Linked DNA regions of Mus musculus: all the other regions are linked to region 1. Evidence: chromatin contacts called from public promoter capture Hi-C data. All regions are on one chromosome and are shown on one strand. The core of a region is the stretch at or near the end of the contact, and the rest is flanking DNA. Distances in the headings are between cores, read along the strand shown.

Region 1 (3,032 bases), core at 434-2,933:
GGAGCATGGTCCCTCTCACCTTCTGCAGGGAGTGGAGTGCTCCAAGGCCCCTAAGTCCCCAGAACATTCTAGACACTCAGACTCGGATCCCTATGTCCAAGGGCTGGGAAGACGGCTCAGTGGGTAAGAAGGCTCTCTGTGTAAGCCTGAGGACCCAAGTTCAGATCCCAGTGTGGTCATCATATGCACCAGCAAGCTCAGCACTGCGAGGGGACACAGCACCGTGAGAATCACTGGCATATACTCGCCACCAGCTTGGCTCAACAAGTTCCAGGTTCAGTGAGAGACCTGGGAATACAGAGAGAGACAGGACACCTGACATCTCCTCTGACCCTCCTCCTCCCCCAAAGTGCTCAAGCTGGCTCCAACCCAGAGAAGGGGGTGTTGTTACCCTGAGGGCCATACAGCAATTGTCTCGGTCCACCCAGCAGAAAGGCTCACAGCTTCCTTCAGACCAGGCTGCTCCTCAAACACACAGCCCCAGGCACATGCATTCCTCCAAGCACAATTGCCTCCACCAGAGGCAGGCACCAGGAACCCACCCAAAACACTTCCCAAGCCTAGCTAGCCTCCTTCCCTGGAGCAACTCTCCAAGAAACACAGGCTGACTTCTGCTCCCTCTAAAAGATCAAGCCAGCCCACACCCCACAGGAGCTCAGTTCTAGTGCCCTGGCCGTGTCGAAGCTGCATGGTTCCCCTAGCATTTCGACTCCAATCAGCTGGGGTCCGTGAGAGTAAATAGATCTCACCTGTTCCCCTCCCCAGGGCTCTCCTCCTTCCGCCTATCCTCTGCCTATCCTGAAACAGTCCTTAGCAGGAACAACCGCAAGACCTAGTCTTTGCAGTCCTGGAAGGAGGAGGCGTTTGTCTATTTAGACAAGAAAGAACATCAACCTATGTGAACAGGGAGCAAGGTCTCCTCCTATTAGACTGGCCAAGAACAGGAGTCAGCTTCAAGAACCGATGGCCCTAACAGATGGAAGTGAGGATGAGGGGTGGGAAAGGGGTTCACCCAGGACTCAGGGTCTGTGCCTATCTCCCTCCAGACTGTGGGAAGGTACCACCCACCTCACATCTTGAATCAGAAGGTTCTAGTCAACTAGCTAGGGATGGACCTTGGAGAGACACAGCTAGCTTTCTCAACTGCACTGCTTCTCCAGAGTTCATGGGTGTGCTCTCCTTTAAATACGTGCCCCAGATTTACTTTTGAGGTATGCATACTACTATGCACCACCCCCACTACCACTTCTCTCATGCACTCCACTGGAGCTAGGAGTTGGAGGGGGTCACCCTTCTCACCCTGGGGCAACTCAGATCGGTCCTGCCAAGGTCCTTTCAGCTCTCGGGCTGCAGTGTGTCCTCATGCTACAATGCACCTCGCTGCTGCAGGCAGGGCTGAGAGTACAGATTATCTCCCAAGTGGGGTGCAAACAACAGCAGTGAGCCCCTGTTCACCCATCCCAGGAGGCCAGCACGGCCCAGACGGAGCGCAGAGCCACCGGCGTGCAGGGACCTACCCGCTCCACATCCCAGCGTCTCCGCCGTAGCCGCGTCCTCGCGCGCCGCCAACTCTGCCGGGGGCCCCAGAGCTGCCCTGCCGCCTGTCAATCGCTCCACCGCCAGTCTGTCCCGCTGGCCGCCCTGGGTTTGCGGCTCCGCCCCACCGGAGCCCTTCCCCTGCCCTGGGCGGGTCACGTGTCTGAGAGGCGGGCCCCAGGCCACGTGCCCGGTCCCGCCCCTTTGCCGGCCCAGCCCTGTCCCTCTTGCTGCCTGGGGACAATGACCCGCCAGAGTGAACGGGACTGGTTCCATCATCTTGCATCCAGAGCTGGCCTCCGCCTTTCCCTATCACTTTCTGCCTTGCACTTTTGGTCCACCCTTGTTTGAGAACCTACAATGGCTCTCGGGGGTGGTCTCAGCTCTGTTTCTCGCTCAGATTGTCACTCAAAGTGGACAAACAGCTCCTGTACCCTCATTCAGACTTCTAGCCCTGTTACCGGTCTCTGGAGCTCTTAGATGGCATCAATCCCTGATTGACACTGGGCTTCTGGGAAGGGGGCGGGGCAGACCCTGAACAAGTTATCATTCGTTGAGCAGTTTAAGCTAAGAGAGCGCTACCTTGGCCCAATCTTACCAGCTCTACTTCCAGGTCCCTCCTCTTGCATCTCTGAATACTCTGTTCGTCCCTGCCTTTCAAGCCATCCTAAGCACAGGAGACGTCTCTGCCAACTTCGCTAGCACCTGTCTGTCCCAGGTACTTAAAAAAAGATTTGTAAAAAGCTTAGTCACCTGTCCCTCAGTTCCTATGCCCTCCTTTTATCCTGGCTCTAACCACTGACCTGAATGAAGTTCAGCCTCAGATCAGGATCCAATAAGTAGAGCCCATAGTCAACCTCTCCTTGAGTACTGCTAGACCAGCTCCCACAGGCAGCGTCTACAGTGCTCCCTGGGCTTGTAAGAACACATTTCACTCATCCATCTACACAACAGCCGCCCCTTCTGAACTGCTAAGGACCACGTGAAACGAAGAAATTCTCCAGGCTGGAACCCCAGCCTCCCTCTCTCCTTTCCCTTAGCCCCCTCTTCTCTGAGGGTGTTGGTCATGTACCACCTAGATTGGTCTCCAGCTTCTGGGCTGAACTAATACTTTCTCCTCAGCTCCCTCAGTGACTACGACCACACGCTTGGCTTATGGAATTCCAGTATGGTAAATGGTAGGAGAATGGGAGACCTGCTTTAAAGGACCTCTACTGCCAGAACCTTGACTTGCCTAGGACCCATCTTCACCAACTAATAGTGGCTCTTTTCAAAACAGAAAAGCCAGGGTGTGGTGGCACACACCTTTAATCCCAGCATTCTGGAGGCAAAGACAGGCAAGATCTCTGAGTTCAAGGCCAGCCTGCTCTACAATGTGAGTTCCAGGACAGCTAGGACTGTTACACAGAAAAACTCTGTCTCAAAAAGCCAAAAAAACAAACCAAAATAAAACCCTGCAACAACAAAAGAACCCCCCCCCCCAAACAACACAACAC
Region 2 (2,884 bases), core at 68-2,567, 2.5 Mb after region 1:
ATCCCACACCAGTACTCAGCTGGAGCACAATCCCAAGAGGGTTGTCTGCAAAAACCTGAACCAAATCAACAGTCTTGTTAAAATGAAGAAGACATTTGCCCTGTTCCAATCTCAAGACATCATGGGTTAACAAAGATGCCGGGGGCTGGGATGTGGCTCAGTCGGTAGAGTGCTTGCCTACCATGCAGGAGGGCTTCACAAAACTGGGTATGGGGCCTCACACCTATAATTCCAGCACTCAAGAGGTGGGGGCAGAGAAACCAGAAGGAAGAAACTGTCCTCGCTAAATAGGAAGTTTGAGGCCAGTCTGGGCTACCTGAAGCCTTGTCTCAAAAACAAAAGCAAAACAAAAATCAGAAAGAAAAGAGAAGGGGGGATGGAGGGAAGAAATGAAGGAAAAGCCAGAGCTGAGTGTTTGCTGGCAGCAGGGATGGCCATGGGTCAGCTGACAAGACAAAAATAAGCAGAATCAACTTCAGACATTCGACCCAGGAACCTGCCCAGGGTCCGGGTTTGGTAAGAAGACCCAGCCCCCAACTTCCCCCCCTCTACTGCTTTCTATTGAGCATGTTTCAAGCAGGGTGGCAGCCAACTGCTGAGGCTCAACAGGTGGCAGCTGACCCACAGCTCATACCTGATCCCCCAAGGGTTCAAATGTAGCTTCCTCACTACAAAGCTCCTCTCTTCAAAACAGCGAGTCAGACCCGGAGAAAACAAGAGTCACCATTAAAACACTACACCCATCCCTGGCCCACCCTTGGCTTCTCACGCTGTACTTACTATGGGTGCTAGCATTTTCCAGGATGTGTGAGCTTCAATTTCAGCTTAGCAGCAGCGTGGATGCCTAAGACACAGAGGGGAGCAAAGCTCATTAAGTCTCTAGCAAGTCTCCAGGAGCAGGGTAGCTTTTAGCAGAGCCCTCCAGAAACTTCCACCAAACTTCTCCAACTTTCTCGCTCTCCTCCGCTCTGACCTGAGCTTGCCCTTGAATAGACAAATCCCTCTCTGTAGGGCAGAAGCGGCTCACGGGATCCTTGGTCACCAGCAGGGTTCCTGGCCAGGCAGGCATTCGTGCGCCCCTGGCTCCTTTTCTCCGCGTACGGCGGATGGCAGACAGGTGGCAGCTCTCGCCTGGCTTGTTTACGCAGCCGAAACACTCTCCGCCTCCCAGACAGCCCTCGGGGACCCGCAGAGGCACCCGGGCTTCTCACCTTTGCTTGGGTCCCAGAAAAAAACTCTCCAACCTCCTCGCGCCCCAAGTAGGCAAGTGGAGGCCAGCGCAATGGGGACTGGTTTAATGGCCGCAGAGTCCAGGCTGAGCCAGATCACCCCGCCCCTCCTCCTGTAACTGGCTAATGAGAGCGTCGCCAAGGGCATGCCACTACTCAGTAGTCACTTAGATGCCTCCCTCCCGCTGCGTTCCCGCCTCTCTGCTCCTCTGCCCCAGATTCCCCAGCCCTTGACAGCCTATACACACTCCTCATGGAAGAACATGTTATGTCGAATTACATTTAATCTTTGTACATGAATCATACCAAAAGGCTATTTTTTAAGAGTAATACATGCCTGAAATCCTAGCATTTGACAAGCTGAAGCAGGAGGATTGCCATAAGTTTAAAGTTAGCCTGAGCTACTGTTTGAGATCTTCTCTCCAAAATAATAATAATAAATAATGATGATGATGATGATAATAATAGCCAGATGTAGTTGTTTATGCCTTTGTTTCCTGCACTCAGGAGGCAGAGGCAGGCCCATCTCTGTGAGGCTAGCTCCACATAGTGAGTTCCAAGGGTGCCAGAGCTATGCAAAGAGACCTTGCCTCAAAAATCCAAAATATAATAATAAAAATAAAAATAATGACAACAACAGTAATGTGGGGTTGAGGAGCTGGCTCAGGGGTTGAGAGCACTTGCTGCTCTTGCAAAGGGCCCCGGATGGTTCCCAGGATCCACATGGTGGCTCACAACCATGATTAACTCAGTTCCAGGGGATCCAATACCTTCTTTTGACATTGTTACTCATGAGGTACAGACCTGGTACATGTGCACACATACTGACAAAACACACATAGAGAAGACAGCTTGCACAGGGGTTTCAGCCAATAGAAAGTCTTTATTAGCCTGGCTGTCAACTACAGTGGGTGTTCAGTGTAGCACTTAGCTTTTCTCAGAGTGAGCTTTTAAACACAAAAACCATGTTCTGGGTTGGCATTCTTCAGTTAACAAGAACAGTTAGCCAAAAGCAGGCTCACAGAAGCCAAAAATAAGATTAGTACACCTGGCCTCTGTTTTAGCTTTGGCAGGTGGTGCTGTCTGCCTGAATGATACTTCCATCATGGAGTCAGTTGTGCTAAAGTCTTGGGGCCCACTAAGTCTGAAGCTCTGTTACACTCATAAAATAAATCTCAAAACATTTTTGTAATTGAAGGAGTTAAAAAAATACACTCCCTGGCATTTTGATTGAGGAACATGAAATATGTAATTTCTTTTGATTTCCTTTTCAATATTCAGAGATTACTTTATTCGTGTTTGAAATCAAATCCATGAACATAAAAGGTTAGATGTTTAAAACAGTATATTACCATTGCACAAATGAAAAAAGAAAAAGAAGCATTCTGGACAAACATGGCTACTGTTCATTTCTGTACAGTGTTCTTTTCTCTTTCTTAAAAGCAGAAGATGAGGCTCTGCATGGTGGCACATGCCTTTAAACCCAGCACTCAGGAGTTAGAGGTAGGAAGATCTCTGTGACTTCAAGGCCAGCTGGGGCTACACAGTAAGATCCTGTCTCAAAAGCAAAACAAACAAATAAATCAGGAATCGAAATTCCCAAATGATGGCTTCTCTCACTAAAACAGAAAGAAACCATCACCCAGAGGCCCTGG
Region 3 (3,179 bases), core at 188-2,687, 2.5 Mb after region 1:
AAGAGCAGGGATTAAAGGCGTGCGCCACCACCACCCCTCAACTGTTTTTCTTATGGTTATGACTATTACAAAAGACAGTAAACTACCGAAAATAAAACAATGTTGGTATTGGCCTTATGCTTCACTAGGTGAAAATGTTTTTCACCCATACATCCCCTCACGCATGTAAAAGCTGCACAGGAATTTCTAGAATACAAGCTGGTTTTCGTAGGAAGCAAAACAGCCCTCATTTGATGTTGCAGTTTGTATGTAAGCTGAATACTGACATAGAGTACAAATCCTTAACGTAGGTTTTACTTAACTCCACTTCTCCAAAACAAAACTGAGAACCATGACGTTTTAGACTGCTAGGGGTTTTTTTTTTTTTTTTTTTTTTTTTCTTCACCTTTTGCAAAACATTCCACTTCGTACTCAAATTTGAAGACTGGGGTTTGCTAAAAAATTCTTCAAACACTACTGTTGACTCTTCTTTTTTTTTTCCTTTAGATTTCGCAACTGAAACTTGCAATCATTTCAGGGCCATACCCATTAAACAAGCACAGTGCCAGGTAAAATGACAGGCGAAACTGCATCCATGAATTTACGGAGGGACTATTTGGTTTTCATTTAGTACTTTTACCACCTCATTTTATGTCTCCGGCAAAGCCAAAGGAACCAAACTTACTTTAAAAAAAAAAAAAACAAAACAAAAAACTTGCAAAACAAAACAACCAAATTTAGGCCAATTCTTTTATCACCAAACATGGAGATAAGCGCGGGTGGAAAACGAACTTTACTAATACTTGTCAGTATCTCAAGGTCTTTTCGTTTAAAATAAAACCTTTCAACTCCAAGGCTGCACCGCAGCATTCCAGCACTTTAAGGCTCAACAATAAAGCCTTCCGCCGATCCCGGCCCGTTAAGACGGACCGCCAACCTCGCTTCCCGACCCGGAGCGCGCCACCGCCCGGCACGCCCTGCCCAGCACAGGGCGGAGCTCGACGGGCCAGAACACCAGGCCGCAGGAGGCCGCGGGCTCCCGGCGGAGACTGGGAACGTTCCCCGCTCCAGGAGCCCCGGCCCTGAATTCCGAGCCGAGACACCCGGCGGTGCGGCCTCCCGTCGCCACACCAAAAAAGGCGGCGGCAGGGACGGCTTGTCACCTCGGAGCCGAAGCACTGGGAGGCAGCGTGGGTAACCACGGACCGGGTCCCGGGAAAATTGGACGCCTCACCTGCTCCTCTCGATGCCACCGCTGCAGTTCGCTGAGGGGACAACATGGAGCCTCCTCCTTCAGCAGAAGTAGCAGAGGCAGAGAAGACAGGAGCGGGTTGAGGCTGCCCTGGAGGAGGGAAACAGGCGGAGCCTGGACTTGGGGAGAAACCGAGAAGGAGGGGCGCGCGGAGAAAGCCTACAGCTCAGGAGACAGCCCTGCCGATGGCGCAGGGCGTGACGAGGGCGGGAAAGCGCACGCGGCCGAGTCCCGCCACCGTTCGGTGCGCGTGCGCCGGAGCGGGGATCGTGCCGCGGGTACCTGTGACTGCGTACTGGAATGTCGGGTCCATCGGGAATTGTAGTTCGGCGTTTTCTTGGGCCCGGCCCCTCTGACCCGGGTGTTCGCCCTCATCCGGGGCGTAGAGGAAACGGAGGACAGGACTGGGCCGAGTGGGTCTTCCTACCGCTGAACTACAACTCCCATTAGGCCTTGCAAAGGGAAAAAAATGAGGAGGGCTCTCGGAAGACCCTGCCCGGCGCCTAACCCGGGGACCAGGGCCGGGCTTTGGCCACCCGGTTCCCGCCGGGAGCCCCCACCCGGCCCGCGTGCTGGGCTCTGGTGTTCCTCGCTGGCCAGGACTACAGGTGGTGGTATGAAAGAATTAACATGATGACGCGAACGCTTCGACTTTGACTTCACAAGGACAGACCATCGTGACTTCATTATCATCACCATCACCCCTAATCTCTGATCTGACCAAGGCTTACTAAAAGCTAAAGTAACGCCGGTCGTGGTGGCGCACGCCTTTAATCCCAGCACTTGGGAGGCAGAGGCAGGAGGATTTCTGAGTTCGAGGCCAGCCTGGTCTACAAAGTGAGTTCCTGGACAGCCAGGGATACACAGAGAAACCCTGTCTCGAAAAACAAAAAAACAAAACAAAACAAACAAACAAAAAGCTAAAGTAAGACCTTACTAAGTCAGGCTCCGGGTGGCACGCTGGTAATCCCAGTACTGGAGACCAGGAGAGGAGGATCAGGTGTTCAATACCTTCCTGAACTACATAGTGAGTCTCTGTCTCATTTTCGCGCGACCTCAGACTATTCTGAGCCATGACCCACCTTTTGTAAACTTTAGACTTCTAGGACCGTGATTCAAAGTTACTTTACAAAAGGAAGTTGTTGGGAAATGCTTTTATTCATACTTGACATATTGTGAAAATACAATTTGCCACAACTAAATACTGTTTTCTAACAAATCCTATAGATGGAGGTAGTGTCACCCCAGTGACTTGATTTTTCCTCACCATTGTTTCGTTCATTCAGCAAATGTTTTCTTTATTCCTTCGGCCTACCCTGAACTTCCCTCTATCTCTACACCCTGCCAAGCCTTTCAGCTATCTTTACTTCCTGAGCAATTATGCCAAAGGTTATGAGGTAAAAATTATTCGTAGCCTACCTAAAGAAATCCTGTTTACACTTCTTTAACCCCTCTTTGAGCCCCTTTACCCCCCAAACTCTCAAGACTGTTAGGAAACTCTCTTCTAGCTTTTAGATTTAAACCAAATTAGATCTTCTAGGCTATTGTGTAGTTGTTTCTTCTAAGGTGGACATGACCATTGCTGTCTTGAATCAGCCACAGGAGACTCATTGGAGGAAGGTGTATATCCAAGAGCAAATTGACCAGAAGGACTCTTCCATTACTGAAGCTGCCCATGGAACTCATCAGGAGTGCAGGTTCTTTGTGAATCACCCACGCTCCAGGTGAGATTTTTAATTTGTATAGTTGCCTATAAACTGCCCAAGGGACTTCCTGGTGATGTAACTGCCTTTGAGTCACCCGTGTACCTATAAGTGGCCTCAATAAACTCAATGGTTCACCAAGCTGAACTTGGATAGAATTCTTTCTTTGGTCTGTCAGTGCCCTTACCCCAGAATGACTAGGCCATTGTTTCTCTCTCCCAAGAAAAAGTAACACAGCATAGGCC

What was found. Promoter capture Hi-C pulls out the DNA fragments that hold promoters and counts their contacts.
Region 2: a promoter capture Hi-C map of hippocampal neurons shows a contact between it and region 1, with 5 times the contacts expected there. A contact is called at or near these places in 2 of 39 promoter capture datasets (frontonasal cranial neural crest and hippocampal neurons).
Region 3: a promoter capture Hi-C map of hippocampal neurons shows a contact between it and region 1, with 5 times the contacts expected there. A contact is called at or near these places in 1 of 39 promoter capture datasets (hippocampal neurons) and 1 of 130 datasets of targeted methods (acute myeloid leukemia).

The regions. Positions count from the first base shown.
Region 1 is chr19:10,016,845-10,019,876 of GRCm38.p6, reverse strand. It overlaps Rab3il1 (RAB3A interacting protein (rabin3)-like 1), which reads right to left and starts at 1,683. Exons shown (of 10, transcript NM_144538.3): 1 at 1,518-1,683. The coding sequence starts at 1,528.
Region 2 is chr19:7,555,892-7,558,775 of GRCm38.p6, reverse strand. It overlaps Plaat3 (phospholipase A and acyltransferase 3), which reads right to left and starts at 1,317. Exons shown (of 5, transcript NM_139269.2): 1 at 1,212-1,317; 2 at 781-844. The coding sequence starts at 795.
Region 3 is chr19:7,492,696-7,495,874 of GRCm38.p6, reverse strand. Atl3 (atlastin GTPase 3) reads right to left here and starts at 1,437. Exons shown (of 13, transcript NM_146091.4): 1 at 1,214-1,437. The coding sequence starts at 1,259. It overlaps Gm52401 (a long non-coding RNA gene), which reads left to right and starts at 2,081. Exons shown (of 2, transcript XR_003952920.1): 1 at 2,081-2,258; 2 at 2,828-3,081.